2 separate regions of the Zea mays genome follow, and region 2 is linked to region 1. Evidence: chromatin contacts called from public Hi-C data. All regions are on one chromosome and are shown on one strand. Each heading gives the region's core, a stretch centred on a gene start, on an enhancer-like site or on the middle of the called end of the contact. The rest is flanking DNA. Distances are from core to core; before and after follow the strand shown.

The links. A called contact is a pair of places that touch in the nucleus more often than the background predicts.
Region 2: a contact with region 1 is called in a Hi-C map of leaf, with 7 times the contacts expected there. The contact joins the promoter of LOC100281835 here to the promoter of LOC100275582 in region 1. A contact is called at or near these places in 4 of 25 Hi-C or Micro-C datasets (bundle sheath, ear, leaf and 1 more).

What each region holds. Positions count from the first base shown.
Region 1 is chr2:23,702,436-23,709,712 of Zm-B73-REFERENCE-NAM-5.0, reverse strand. It overlaps LOC100275582, which reads right to left and starts at 3,702. Exons shown (of 3, transcript NM_001371691.1): 1 at 2,360-3,702; 2 at 1,131-1,264. The coding sequence starts at 3,469.
Region 2 is chr2:24,039,681-24,046,957 of Zm-B73-REFERENCE-NAM-5.0, reverse strand. LOC100281835 (secretory protein-like) reads left to right here and starts at 3,387. Exons shown (of 3, transcript NM_001154755.1): 1 at 3,387-4,279; 2 at 5,326-5,427; 3 at 5,532-6,299. The coding sequence starts at 3,505. The coding sequence ends at 5,536. LOC100286140 reads right to left here. Exons shown (of 9, transcript NM_001414412.1): 8 at 6,299-6,505; 9 at 5,686-6,162. The coding sequence ends at 5,980.

The sequences.
Region 1 (7,277 bases), core at 2,453-4,952:
ATAGGTTATTAGCCAAGAGAATCAGTTTAAGTGATAATAATAATATTAGAGTGGATATCAATTAAAGCTATGATTCAAGTATTAGACATGTTTTTCACATAAGATTAATACTGGTTTCATAGGGGGAGTAAAGTTCTATAAAAGGGTTGCTAGCACATCAGCATTCATCAAGCAATAAGAAATCCAATCTATGGGTCTCCCTTTTACATGCTCTTGTGGTAAGACTGGTCACTGTTGGAATATAATATAAGTGAATTGCTCACCTCCTCCTATTAGTTTAAGGTTTTGGATTGAACTAGTTGGTACATGCAACTTAATATGGTATCAGAGGCAGATGTCATGAGTTCGAATCCTGACTAGCGCAATTAAATAAAATAATTGTTGTTCGCTCCTATTACACGTCTGAGACACAAGAGAGGCTCGACGTGAAGGAGAGTATTGGAATATAATATAAATGAATTGTCCACTTACTCCTATCAACTTAAACTTTTGGGTTGAACTAGTTGGTGCATGCAACTTAATAGTCACAACAATTAGGCTCAGGGCCATCTAGGATTGGTTCCTCACAGATACAACAATGAAAGAATGCTTCCAGCAGCAGACTCAAAGTCTCAAATTAATTGTCATCTGATTGTCCCAGACTAATTTCCCAGCACACTTTGTTGTACAATAAAATGAAAAAAAAACTTTGCTTAATCAAATACTGTAGGCACTTTCCTCTTGCCAAGGTTCTAAATCCTCATAGTAACATCAATCCCATAATGTGCAGAACTTTAACAAGATCAATCATGTGTCTACATGAAAGAGCTGAAAGCTTATACATGCCAACAATATAGCTCTAACATTCTTTAACAGCTAGATAAACAAACAATTAGCTACCATTAAATTTCTACAGACAAAGAATAATACATGAAATTGATATCTCCAATGAATTTTGTGCACTACCACATGACTGTAGTCAGTCTATCTATATGAAGGGAAGTTATCACTGTGCTACTGCCCATTTCAAAAGAAGTATGAAATTTAACTGAGGTGTGCATTCTATAGTCAGAACCAGATGAAGCCAATAGGGTTGAATTTATAAAACTCACACACCAAAAATGACCATAAAGGATATTATTTAAACATACCGAGGTTGGGAGACTGGAGTATCAACATCATCAACGTCGAAATGGTAATCCACATCATCCAGATCATCTTGCCGTGGTGAATCGCATGAGGAGAGTGCAGAGAATCTGCCAGATCCATCTTTAGTGTCCTTGCCCTGCATATCCACCAAACAGTGTCAATTGAGGGAAACAGAAACAGATCAACTTAATCATTCTCAAACTGGTAGAGTGCCTTTTCAATTGATAATTAAGATCCAATAGACTGCAAAGAGTAAAATCACCATGTCATTAAACATTTCTTCATATTCCAACTTATTAATTACAACATGCATTTTTACAAGTATCAAGGATCACTGAACCTGTACATAAAAAATAGCAGTATTCTTGCAGCATGTATAAAAAATAGCTAAATTGAATATCTTATGGATTATTGCTTCAACACAAGACTAGGTGTCTTTGTATGTGCCAAGAAATCTTCAATCAAACATGGTAATGAGTGAAGTTTGGTACAAATAACATATCAAGAAACTTGAAGCCAAAGTTTAGGTTCAAAATTCAACCGGTTTGCAGTTTAATCGGTTCTATAAATATATGCAACGCGAAAGGGCCTCTAGCGTAATGGTTAAGACTTCCAAGTGGCACCTCCAGGTCCTGAGTTCGATCCCCCTCGGGGGCAAATTTTGGGCTTGGTTAAAAAAATCCTTTCGATGTGTCCCGCCCGCTCCCGGGTTACATCCTGCGCCTGCGCGCCACCCTCCGGCTGGGCCGTTGCAGAGGTGGGCGGTGACGGCCCGCTATTGATTGGGGGGGGGGGGGGGGGCAGAGTTTGTGGATTTTCTCAGCCGGGACCATTATTTCGGTCTCTTCTTAATATAAATACCGGGATGACGGTCTTTCCCTCCCCAACCGAGTTTTTTATAAATACATGCAACCATGATAATTGGACTGTGAATAATTGATTTTTGTTATTTTGTAAGTATCTGCTCCACCTTGCTCAAAAAATGAAGTGGTGTCATGAGCCTGTCAAATATGATACTGTTAAACTAAATTTAGTAATGAACGAACAAAGATTACTTATCCCATAGCTAACTCAGAGCCAATACATATATACAGATCATTCTAGTTGATCAGGACATCAGGTATCCTACTGTCCAAGCTCTCCATGTCAAAAAGATCCAATCTTGCACTCGAAGAATTGAAGTTCACACACAAGTATGACAGCTGAACATATAAGTAGAGTCATGAAGCACCTTATGTCTGGGTGACGAGGTCACATATGGATCAGCTATCCGAAGTTCCTCCATCCTCCCAATCAACCGGCCACTCTCAGATGGAGACTGTAGAGCACCTGCTGCCCTCATGTCTCCTCTTCTCGTCGAAGGTGGTGGTAGCATATTCTGGCGGTGTGCAGGGCTCCTCCTCTCGCTCACCTGTGGTATGGGCATTGGTGCAGACTCCCACCTCATGAGACGGGGTGGAAAGTGGGGAGGCGATGGCGTCGGTGACGCGTAAAACACTGGAGGCGGCGAGAACCTGGCCTGGTGTGCCGGCGTGTGCGACCAGAACACAGGCGAAGCCCAGCTGTGCGGGCGCTGCTGCTGATTAGATGGTGGGAAGCCGGAGCCCGTGGCTTCTGTAAGCGAGGCCGGGAAGGCGCGCATGGGCTCAGCGGCTGGGCTGCCGACGTAGTCTGGGATTATCTTGGAGGGCGAAAGGGAGGTGATCTCGAGGTTGAAGGCGGCGAGGCTGGGAAGGTACTGGACGGAAACGACGAGGCGGCCGAGCTGGGTTTCGACGGGAACAAAGCGTTGGGAACGCATGGCGGCCTCCTGGGGGCGCGAGAAGGGCTCGGCGAAGGTGTCGACGCGGTGGCCCATCTCGTAGTTGTAGGAGGGATTGGCGCAGAGGAGGCGGAAGATGCGGTACGCCGGGAGGACGCGGAGCACGGCGTAGACGGACCTGAGCAGCGTGAAGCAGTGCTTGTACGCCCGGTTCACGGCAACCTCCTCGCCGCCCGCGGCGTCCGGCCAGGGCTCGCACGCCACAGTCCACCTCTCCACCACCTCCCCTCGGGCTCCCACACTACCGGCGGGGCTCAGGAGGACGTCCACCACCAGCGGCTCCCCGGGGACCAGCTCGTCCAGGCGGTCAGCCGCCTCGGGCGGCGGCGGCGGGTCGTGGAGCGGGAGATGGAACCACCTGTCCCTCCGCCTGAACGACGCCGCCGCTGGCGCCGCGAAGGCGTGCGGGCGCGGCGTGCGCACGGCGAGGACGGCGTGGAGCACCTTGAGGTGGAACTGCTGCACCATCAGCTCCGCGCCCGCGCGCACACCCCCAGCGGAGTCGGACATCCCGGACATTGCCAGCGACGCCGAACCCAAACCGCCCCAACACCTGCCGAGCCCTCGTCGTCGCTCAAGCTCTGGTCCAAGCTGCTGCCGCGCGGCATGACTGGCGCTCGCGGCAGTAAGACTGCATAAATCTGATCGGCTGGTGATTGGAATTGGAGAAGTTGTTGTGCTTGGGATCGGAGCGATCGTTAGATCTGCACGCTAAGCGGAGGAGCGGTTGGAAGAGTTGGGGATTTGGCTGTAGGAGATAGAGAAGGAGAGGGGGTGTTTATCTGCAGGGAGGATTTTGGGTTAATACGTCGCTGTTGGTGTTATCATGATGGAATTATTATCGCGGTGAAGACGAACACAAGTGATTTTTAGTCTCTGGTAAATGTGACATTCAAAATTCTAATCTGTCATCAATTATCCAGAACTAAGCTGCTGTTTGGTTCAGCACCCTGGACGATAATGGGAATGGAGTTTTACGCGTCAGTGACGTCATCGCCTTAGCGACCTCCTTCAGCCCCAAATCACTCCAAGAGCGTACACAACTCCGATACTCTGTGATAACGCAGTTTTGTGATTCTAGTGAGACCCGATCGTGGTTTTGAGCCGTTTTCTTTAGACATTTGTGTTTGCGTTCTTGTGATCTTTTTTTTATAACGTTGTATTATGGCGTTTGCTTTTGTATTTGTAGTCTCTCCTCCTTTCTTGTGCTCGAGATTGTAACTTGGATTCGTGTACGACTCTGCAAAAGACTTCAATTTGTGAAGATTTCTTGCCAAAGGGATACATATCGATAAGGAAGACTGTGGTACTCAAGTTCGATCATGTGATCACTCAAGAGGGGTTGAAAGCAACCCTTGTGTTGGCGTCAACCTGGGTGCTAAACACCGGGAGATGAACTGTCTGACGGTGCTATGTGGAAGCGTGGATGGTCCGTGGCCCTGAGCCGGACGGTCCGCGACCTACGCGCAGGAGTGGCTCCTTCTCTGCGTACGTCTGGACGGTCCGCGCCTAGGGTTCGGACGGACCACGATGGCGCAGAGGGTCGTCTTCTTCGCAGCAGATCAAGATCCTGTCTCCCAGAAGGGACCTCGTATAGAAGGAGATAACATATTGTGTGCCTTGGGGTCGGCAGACCATCCAACGTAAAACTGAAGAGATGTAAAAATTTGAGGTAGAGGAATGATAAACTAGGACTACTCCTAATGCATAAGATAAAAATAATAAGTAAAATTGATTAGATCAATTGGTGCTCAACACCTTATCTACAGGACCACTAGGGCTAGACAAAATACTCATGGCTCGTAAGCTCCCTTGTTTCGTGGTCAGCTCGACTCGGATCGGCTCATTTGAATTTTTTCACGAGCTGAGCTGACATCCTAGCTCGGTTTGTTGACGAGGCAGCTCGGTTTGTTAACGGGTCAGCTCATGAGCTAAACGAGCTATCACATTTCAGCAAAACGAAACTATATATATATATATAGTTATAGTATTAGGAGCCCTGGGCTCTCTCTAATTAGATGAAGCCCTGATCCCCACTCAATCGGTCGACCAGGTGCTTCAAGCATACCACCTATTCTATCCAATATAACATCATCTTTACGCTTTGTTGTACATAAGTTTACGTTTGTTTTCTATAACACCATCGTATAAAATGGATCACTCTATCCGACCTTCCTGACAGCGGCTGTGCGCAAGAAAAAATAGGGTTTCGGTGGCGGCAGTTGTACCTCCACTCACGCCGCCGTCGCCTCCGAGCCCACTCCCCGATCCAGACAACCACACCGCCCAGATCCGGATCCACCTAGTGCAGCACGACCGTGGCTACCGGATCTCAGCCTCCGCGGGTGAGAGGGAGCTGCCGAGCAACGGGTCGCCGCCGGTGGTGGATGACGCCGGCGTCCAGGCCGCGACCGTACTACGGAAGCGACCGTTCCGGACGGATTGGCACAGCAAGATCCGCACGGCGAAGGGCATCCGCGACCGCCGGATGCAGCTCTCGGTCGGGGTCGCGCGAGAGTTCTTCGCGCTGCAGGACCGCCTCGGGTTCGACAAGGCCAGCAAGACCGTGAACTGGCTCCTCGCCCAGTCCAAGCCGGCCATCGACCGCCTCAATAGAGCGAGATTGGGTTCTGAAAGGCAGTTCGTCGCGCCGCCCAACAGAACGCGGCCGGAGCAGTTCGTCGCGCCGCGCAGCCTATCAAAAGTTTTCGGACGGAGACGAGACTGGGTTCTGAACCCAACTCGTCGTAGATAGCCAGGCCGCAGTGATCTCTAGCGGGGATTGAGCTGTGCCGGATGGATCGAGTGGGGCTCTAGGCATTCTGCAAGCGGCACGACCTCTCTGCCAGGGGCTCCAACGCCGATCTCATTGCCCGTCTTGACGCCGCGATCGGGGTAAGGACTCGATGCTCTCAACTCCCCTTCCTAAGGCAGTACCATCGTCGCTCTTTATCCGAGCCCCAAGTGCTCATGGAAATGCTCCGCACGTTCATTTTTTTATGGAAATGGTTGGCGGTACTGTTCTCTAATGCTGTTGCTGGGTTTTGCTTCCTTGCTTTCGCAGAGGGCTGTTAGTGCAGAGGAGGAGGTGGCTGGAGTGGCAGCGAGGAAGGGTTGTGTGAGGCAAATTGGCGGCGATGCTGATGAGACGAAGAAGGTTACCTTTGTAGAGGTGGGCGGAGATGTCCCTTTGAAGCTGTCCAGGAGGAATTCGCTGGCCGCACATGTCCCTATGACGTGGTCTAGGAGGAATTCGCTGGGCGCAGATGTCCTTGTGAGGCAGTCCAGCAGAAATTCGCTATGTGCTGAGGCTCAAGACTGTGAACTGAGGTCCCAAGTCACCTGTTCGCCTGTTGTTGCCAAGCCAAGGGGGAAGTCTGCTCAAGCCGGTTCTGTAGAGGTGGGCGCAGTTGTCCCTTTGAGGCGTTCCAGGAGAAATTCACTGAGAGCTGCCGAGTCTGAAGAAGTACAAGTGGCTGTTTTTGTTGACAGGAAGCGCAAGTGCAAGAACCAGGAGAATGATAAGGGTGTTGCTCTCAGCGCTCAGGTTGGAGCTTCGTCCAGAGTTACAAGAAGATCAAGCCATGCTCTGTCTTCCTTGAAACCAGGAGAATGATAAGGGTGTTGCTCTCAGCGCTCCTGGTTCTGGTGCATTCTCTACTCATCTCGCCCTGCTCTGTCTTTTATGCTAATTTGAATGTGTTATTATGCTCAATTACCAGATCCCGTGTACGCTCCGCGTTGTAAACACGTAGACCACCACTTGTATATCATTTTATGTTCTTTTGGTAAACACGTAGATCCAGGTTATATTCACCTGCATTTTTTGGAGGTACAATATATGTTTATTTCAAACACTCCATATAAACCTGCTACATGATCTAATTATTTTACAACTGGTGCACTGTGACGACTGATGACAACATAAAACTCGTGGTTGCATGCAGGGAGTAGGGAAGGCATTGTCGATCTCTTCTTGAAGTCAGCTGAGTATTTGGACTGTGCAGTTCATCATGTACTCATACATATACCACCTTAAATACGCCTTATTAATTCTTTTTTATTGTGTTAATTCAGAGCACTGAACATAGAAGTTCACCGTAGAAGTTCAGTGGTAACACTGATGATGACTACGTACTCTTTTATGAAAGCCTTGCCAAAAGAAGATGTCCTTCTCATAGTTGAGTACAAGAATAATTATCTCTTGTATCTTATTGTAAAATCTGAAACATTTGTTCGGTAGATGGTTAGCTTGCATTTTATGCTACAATTACCTCAAATCACGTGTTGCCTTTTCACCAATTTATGACATATATTGATATGTTTT
Region 2 (7,277 bases), core at 2,138-4,637, 340 kb before region 1:
TTAATTGGGTTTGGTATTTACTTATACTTAGTAATTACTAATAAAATTTTGACCAACTTTAAAAGCAATGCTCAGCTTCAACCATCCTCTTTGGTAAGCCTTACACTTCACGTGAGCTCCCACCTTTGGCAAGTTCATGCACATTATTCCCCACAACTTGTTGAGCTATGAACGTATGTGAGCTCACTCTTGCTGTCTCACACCCCCCACAGGTCAAGAACAGGTACCACATGATGAGGCGCATGGAGGATGCTGCGTTGTGTTCGTGAGAGGTCTAGGCCGTCGTCTCCCAGTCAACTTTGGGTTGCTGGACCGTTGTCTCCTTATAATGTAATTATTTATTTTGTATAGAACTTCTATTATATAGTAAAGATGTGACATTCGATCATGTGCCATGATTCATCATATGTGTGAGACTTGGTCCCAGCACACCTGGTGATTATGTTCGCGCCCGGGTCTTGGTGTCCCAAAATCCGGGTGTGACACTGATCCACCCATATATGGGGACCTCTAATCTCCACCTTATTTTAATTACATATTTCTTTATAATATTAATCCTCTTTAAGTATTGTTACCTAATAACAATATGTATTGTGATAGTATAAATACTCTATGATTTTTTAAAACTTAAAAAATTGATGAAAAATGATAAATAATTGAATTATACTACTTTCGTTCAGAAATGTAAAATTTTAAATTAAACACAAACTACCTTAAGTGATAAAATAAATCACAACAAAATAAATAATTACTTATTATTTTTAATAAGATGGGTGACCAATTTTTTTTTTTAAAAAAGTCAATGATGTCTTATATATGGTGAAAATATCTTTTGGAACGATATAGTAAAATATAATAGAAAATATAGACAGAAGAAAATTTTGTAGGAGTGGTTGGAGATGGTGTCACTGTAATACAGGAGAGCGCTGCAAGGTTGGAAAACTGGACAGACAAATCAGCTCATCACTCCTTAGCTTAGATCCCAATGTCAGCAACGGTCACGGGCTCACGGCAGGTACAAAAAATGAGGACTTCCGTTACGGCATGCTACCATTCGAGTTGTTGGGTTGTTGACTTTGATTAAAACCAGCTATTCTGAATACTGTAGCTATAATCTAGAGACAAAACAATGTAGAAGTGTTAGAAGCTGATACATGTTAAATCCAAGCGAACAAGCTAAATTTTTGCGCTGGACGGTGATGTATGTTATATCTGGAGTTGGTTAGGGTTGGATTATTTGGTGCCAGCTATCCAGATCGAGACTGTTTGTTTGACTTTAATTTGTATCAGATTCTATTGCCTGTACAATATTTTTTTATTGCAGTTGCACGAGTCAAACAGTCAGCTTTAATTCGAACGGAACATATATGATTTAGCATTGCCGTATCTTTTCTGCATTGGGAAAAATACCTTAGGACGACGAGAACAAGACGACGCGGTGTCCGTACTCGTTGCGGATCGAGTCAAGACACTCCGTTTACATCATGTATGTGGTAACGATGCAAGGCACAGCTAGCTCCGGTAAGTGTGAGAAGGAAATGGAAGACAAAAGGGGTGTTTGGTTGCCCCTGCTAAAGTTTAGCCCGGTTCACATCAAGCGTTTGACTTTTAAATAGGAGTATGAAATATAGACCCAACCAACTGGACTAGATTCGTCTCGTCTTTTAATCTTCGGCTGACAAATTAGTTTTATAATCCGACTACATTTAATACCCGAAACGGAGGTTCAAACATTCGATGGGACAGGGGCTAAATTTTAGTTTGGGGTAACCAAACACCCCCAAAGCATAGATGGCTCCGGATGCGTGATGGCAGTATATTCAGTGCGTGGCTGTCGGTTGCATACTAGTTGCAGGGTTCTGTATTATTATATGATGTGACGCGTGCAGGTGCAGGGATGGCCAAGATTAAGCGCAAACTGAACTCTCTCGGGGCAAACCGAAGTACCGAACCCGGAGCATATATTTAGGCAGTTCATCCGATAGCCTTTCTGGAAAATGACGAGAGCGAGAGCAAGCAAATTAGGGCAAACAAGGGGAGTATAGTTAGACGCAAAGAAAAACCACTCTAGCTGAGTTTGTTAGATGACTTCAGTAACAGTCCTCGGATCCTGAGTTCGATTTCCCTCTTGTAACTCCTTGTACCCAATGCTAAATCATATAGACATATACTAGTTCTAAGGCTAGCTCAGTCTTACATGACTCCAAAGTCCAAAGCATGGCTAAACGAGGACTGAAGGCCTGGGCCAACCAGTCCAGCACTGCCACAACGCCTTTCCCATCAAATCAGATTTTGGGCCTTGCTTCAGGAAATATACTAGCCCTTATATGAAGTAAATAAATACAGGGCCTCCTCCTCCTCCTCCTCAATAAAACGATTTCGTGACCACCCGACGCTAAGAGCCCAGTATGCTTCTGTTGAGGAGGCCTCCAAGATTGATGGGAGGCCCAAATGTACTACATCTTTTTTTTTTTCCTATCTCGACGAATCCAGACTATCCAGTAAAGCCCCCGCTCGATCGATGGAAGGAAACCACAGTGCTCTAGTGTCTAGACGCTTCGATAGTTCGACGTTGACGATAAGGCATGTAGGTGCTCCAAGATTGATGTCTGATGATAGCAATAGAATGGACACGTGTTACAAATCGAACGGAGACTGTACACTGTACTATTGCTTCTCTACAGTCGGCTGGAGGGATTTTCTCCCACCCTGAGAAGCACACTGGATCGTTGGACCCCATTGAACCATACCAACAGCCGGGGATTAGTGCCGCCAGCAAGCCGACCTAAGTAACCCACCCGAAATGACGTTACTGTCATATTGCATAGTACTGCGCCACTATTATGAGTCATGGAAGCGATCACACCCGGACGTACAGCGACAGGCAGGGCACACGGACACACAGATCCTCGAATCACGCGAAAGCAAGTCGCGATCACCATAAACCGATGAACAAACAGGTCATCCCGGTGGCGCGCACTCGTCAAGGCGTCACCGGTCTGCGACAAGGGTCGGAGTCGGGCCACGCTACCGCCCATGCTGCACCCTTATCGCCAGCTGGGGAGACAGAGGGAGCGAGAACCGACGGCCGTTCCAGGCCCTGTGCCTACTCCTCCCGTAGTCCTGCTCATAGACGGGAGTCATCGTCACCGGCCACTGGCCAGACGAGACGAGGTCCGTCCAGCCGTACGTTCAGTCAGATCAGGAATAATCGTCGTGTGGGCTCGAACCGACGCATAAAATTCTAGAGAGGCCGCGCGCGCACGGCGCACCACAAGTCCTCCTCCGGTCTGCGTCTGCCCCAAGCACAACGGAAGCGCGCATTTATTATTCTGTATATATAAGCTCCCCACCACCACCACCACCACCACCTTTCTCCTCACTGCCTAGACGGAAAAGCATCGCGCGATCGCCACTGCTCCCCCCAGAGCCAGTCAGCCAGCCAGCCAGCGGCGCACGAAGGAACGCACGGTGCACTTCCGTTCCGTCTCATCGTCATCAGCTATGCATCGCCCGCGCAGCCATCGTCTCTGCCGCTCGCGCGTCGCCGCAGCTGTTTCCGCCGCCATCATCATCGGTCTAGGCGCGGCGGGCGTCGGCGAAGCGGCCACCGGCACGTTCATCTACGCCGGCTGCTCGCCGTCCAAGTACCAGCCGGGCACCCCCTTCGAGGCCAACCTGGAGTCGCTCCTGGCCTCCATGGCCGGCGCGGCGCCCAAGGCCGGGTACAGCAGCTTCACGGCGGGTGCCGGCGGCGTTGGCAACGGCACGACGGCGTACGGGCTGTACCAGTGCCGCGGGGACCTGGCGGGGGCCGACTGCGCGGCGTGCGTGCGGGACGCGCTGGGCCAGCTGGGCCAGGTGTGCGCGGCGGCGTACGCGGCGTCGCTGCAGCTGGAGGGCTGCTACGTGCGGTACGACGGCACCGACTTCCTGGGCACGCCCGACGCCGCCATGGTGTACCGCAAGTGCAGCACCAGCAGCAGCAGCGACGGCGAGTTCCTCAGGGACCGGGACGCCGTGCTCGCCGGGGACCTGCTGCAGGGCGGCGCGGCCAATAATGGTAGTAGTAACGGGTACAAGGCGGGCAGCTCCGGAAGCGTGCAGGGCGTGGCGCAGTGCCTCGGCGACCTCGCGGCGCCCGACTGCGCGGCGTGCCTGGCGCAGGCGGTCGGCCAGCTCAAGGGCACGTGCGGCACCGCCCTGGCCGCCGACGTCTACCTGGCGCAGTGCTACGTCAGGTACTGGGCCGACGGCTACTACTTCCGCCCCACACAAGGTACTGCGAACTACTGAATTCATTTTCCAGCCAAAAAAATAATTGCACGCAGTTTTGCGCTTGCGTTTGAGTACCACCACCTGGTGCGGGGTTACTTAGGTTGTCCGCAACATACGGTGGAAAATACTAGAGGATTTACACGGTAGATTACGCTGTTTTGCAGAATCGAGTTTGAAATAAAGGTGTAATAAGATAGCTGCTAGAGACACGTCTGACAATTTGCTGACTCGAGTTGCAGCGAGAATTGATTCCAGTAAGCGATAGGTAAACTTCCCAAAGTTTGTAACAAAGAGATGAGGCAGAATATGTCCTTCACACCCTTTTCCTCCCTATGGCCTATGGGCATGCCACCTTTTTGTCCCTACGGGATTGCCAAATGCCAATAGATGGCGATCAGGACGAGAATGTCCGAGGCCTTTGCAAACTAGGCGAGTAATCCCACAGCAAAGCTCACTCCCAAATGACTTAGTTTTCAGTCAAATCAGTAGCGGCTCCAGCAAAATCCGGGCCATTGTATTAATCTGGGGTTTGGCTATGCTAATCATCCCGGAGTTTGTAGTGGACCGCACATTTACAACTGGACCTAGTATAATCAGGTAGAATAGATGCTTTGGAGTGACAATACATTAATTCTTTGACCCCCAAAAAAAGGACCAAAAGAGTAAATTTTGAGTATCTCCTGCACGGCTGCTGCATCGTCACCTGCAGATGCAAAGCAATTTCAGGCATAAGCTAGCTAGCCCGTCGGTTTCTCTTTCTTGGGCCGTATATACTGATCAAAAGCGTTGTCCTTCCTGATCCACCGAGAGCGCCGAATGCCTACCATAACATATCGCCAAGCATATCTATCAGGGTTAGGACTGCGCGGCCGCGATAGGCACGCACTTTGTGGGACTGGGGGGTGGCTGTGGCTTGACGGCCGATGAATATATTCCCGATAAAACGGAAGGAGCACTCGGGCAAGTGCGCCGACTTTGCAATATACTTTATGTATGTGTGTATGCTATTCTAATCCCCGCATCTGTGATGTCCTCTTCTGGTCACAGATTATTCGCAGGACGACGTCGGGAGGACTGTGGCCATAATCGTCGGAATCTTAGCAGGGCTGGCGATCTTCGTGGTGTTCATCTCGTTCCTCAGAAAAGCATGTATGATCCGCTAAGCCTAAGCGTCGTCCAATCACGCATGCGCGCGGGATCGATCCAGGGCCTTGCCTTAACTAACCTCGTGCACGCAACTGGTGTCTCAATAGGCTAGCTTGGCCACTGGAAACGGCGGGCTTCCACATTCCCTCTCAGACGGTGGCACGAGGACGGCATAGGGGAGAAGGAGGGATCGGGAACGAGATTGGCCTGCATGCAAAATGCTTCACAAAGCACATGTAGTCTGGTTTTGTTAGCAATAGATTTGGGCTATCGATCAGAGGAGCACTACCTTGATTTGGGTCATCATTTTCGGTCCACTGATTATGGCCTACTTGCGATCACCCATCGCAACAGCATTCACATCTGATCTTTTAATCATTTCGGTACTTGGATGAAGATCAGAGTTGAGTTGGTATTACTACTTTACATAGGCACGAGCACAAGTGCATGATATGTACAACCGTCGATGGGTCCACAGTCCCCAGATGATACGAGCTCGCTCACAGGGACATGGGGCAGCAGACCTCGGGGGGCTTTGCTATTTGATCTTTACCATCAAGCACTGTGTCCCCGAGCCATCGGGCTCCACCTCGCCGAGTTGTAGCTGCTGCAAGCGCTGATGCTCGACTCCCTCATTTTCATCTCAGATATACCACTGTTGCAGATGTTTGCAAACGCTCTCATGTACTTCATGCCGTACTGAGTAAGTGAACCACACTGGGACTCGAAAATCCGCACCTAAGCAAAAGCCACCAAGTGAAATGAGTTAGGCAGCGCACTGACAGGATGGGAATGTGCGCACAGCAGTAAGGAGCTTCATTTTCATGTGCATGCCTTGTATCAAGAGTCGAATAAGAAAAATCACCATACTCACCATCCTCTTCAAACAGTCCCAGTCATCGACTAATGGTTGACCAGAGGTTCTAACAGCCTCAAGCATCGAAGGCCCTTTCTCAAATCCGAAGACGAGCCTCCCAACGAAATCGATACTGCTGTCAAGATGCTTCCTGTGCTGAACAGTTTCTTTAATCTCTATGAGAGCCCTCAGCTTCTCTTCGGTCCCCCCATTTAACTGCTCGTACTGAAAGAAAGAACTGAACATTAGGAAACAAGAATAAAAGGAGGCTACTGACTACCACAAGTGATTGGTAGAACTCCAGCTTGGTATTAGGATATGGCCATCAGATGGTCTATATATGGTCATGTAAAACACTGTTTTGCACTGTTTGCAAAGTAAAGTTTAAAATGAGAGATAGAACGAGTAAGCTACTGGAGATAGCTTTAGAGGTGTGAGCTTGACATCGAGATGAGTGTACGAGCTCTAACCCCTCTCAAGCATGGTGCTAACGCAACAGCCTCTCACCAAGACCACATCCACAATTGTATTAGAAAGCTAGTTCTTCCTCCAATCTTCTCTAATAAGAAGCCCATCTACAAGACTTAGTTAAGCCATACCAAACAAGACACGATTTCAACTTTTAATGGTGATTGTGTGAATGGAAAAGCCACAGCACCTTTTAGCCATTGATGGAACAAGCGAAACCACTTTCTTGAACTGTATTGTCAATTATTATCTAAATTTCTCTAAAACATAGGTATAAAATGTGCAACAGCTAGCCCTAGGTTTACATTTGCGTGTTCCAACTAAAGAAATAAAGTAGTCATAAAAACTAAAGCATACCCATGGTATCATTGCCAACATACACACTAAAAAAAGAGCCTGATCTTTTGTGTGAAGAATTTCCGAAAGACAACCAAGTAAACAGAAATAAACAACTCTACCAGCTAACCCATAGAAATAGGCATAAGGATGGTTATAAAAAAGAAATAAAATATATTGTACGATACCATAT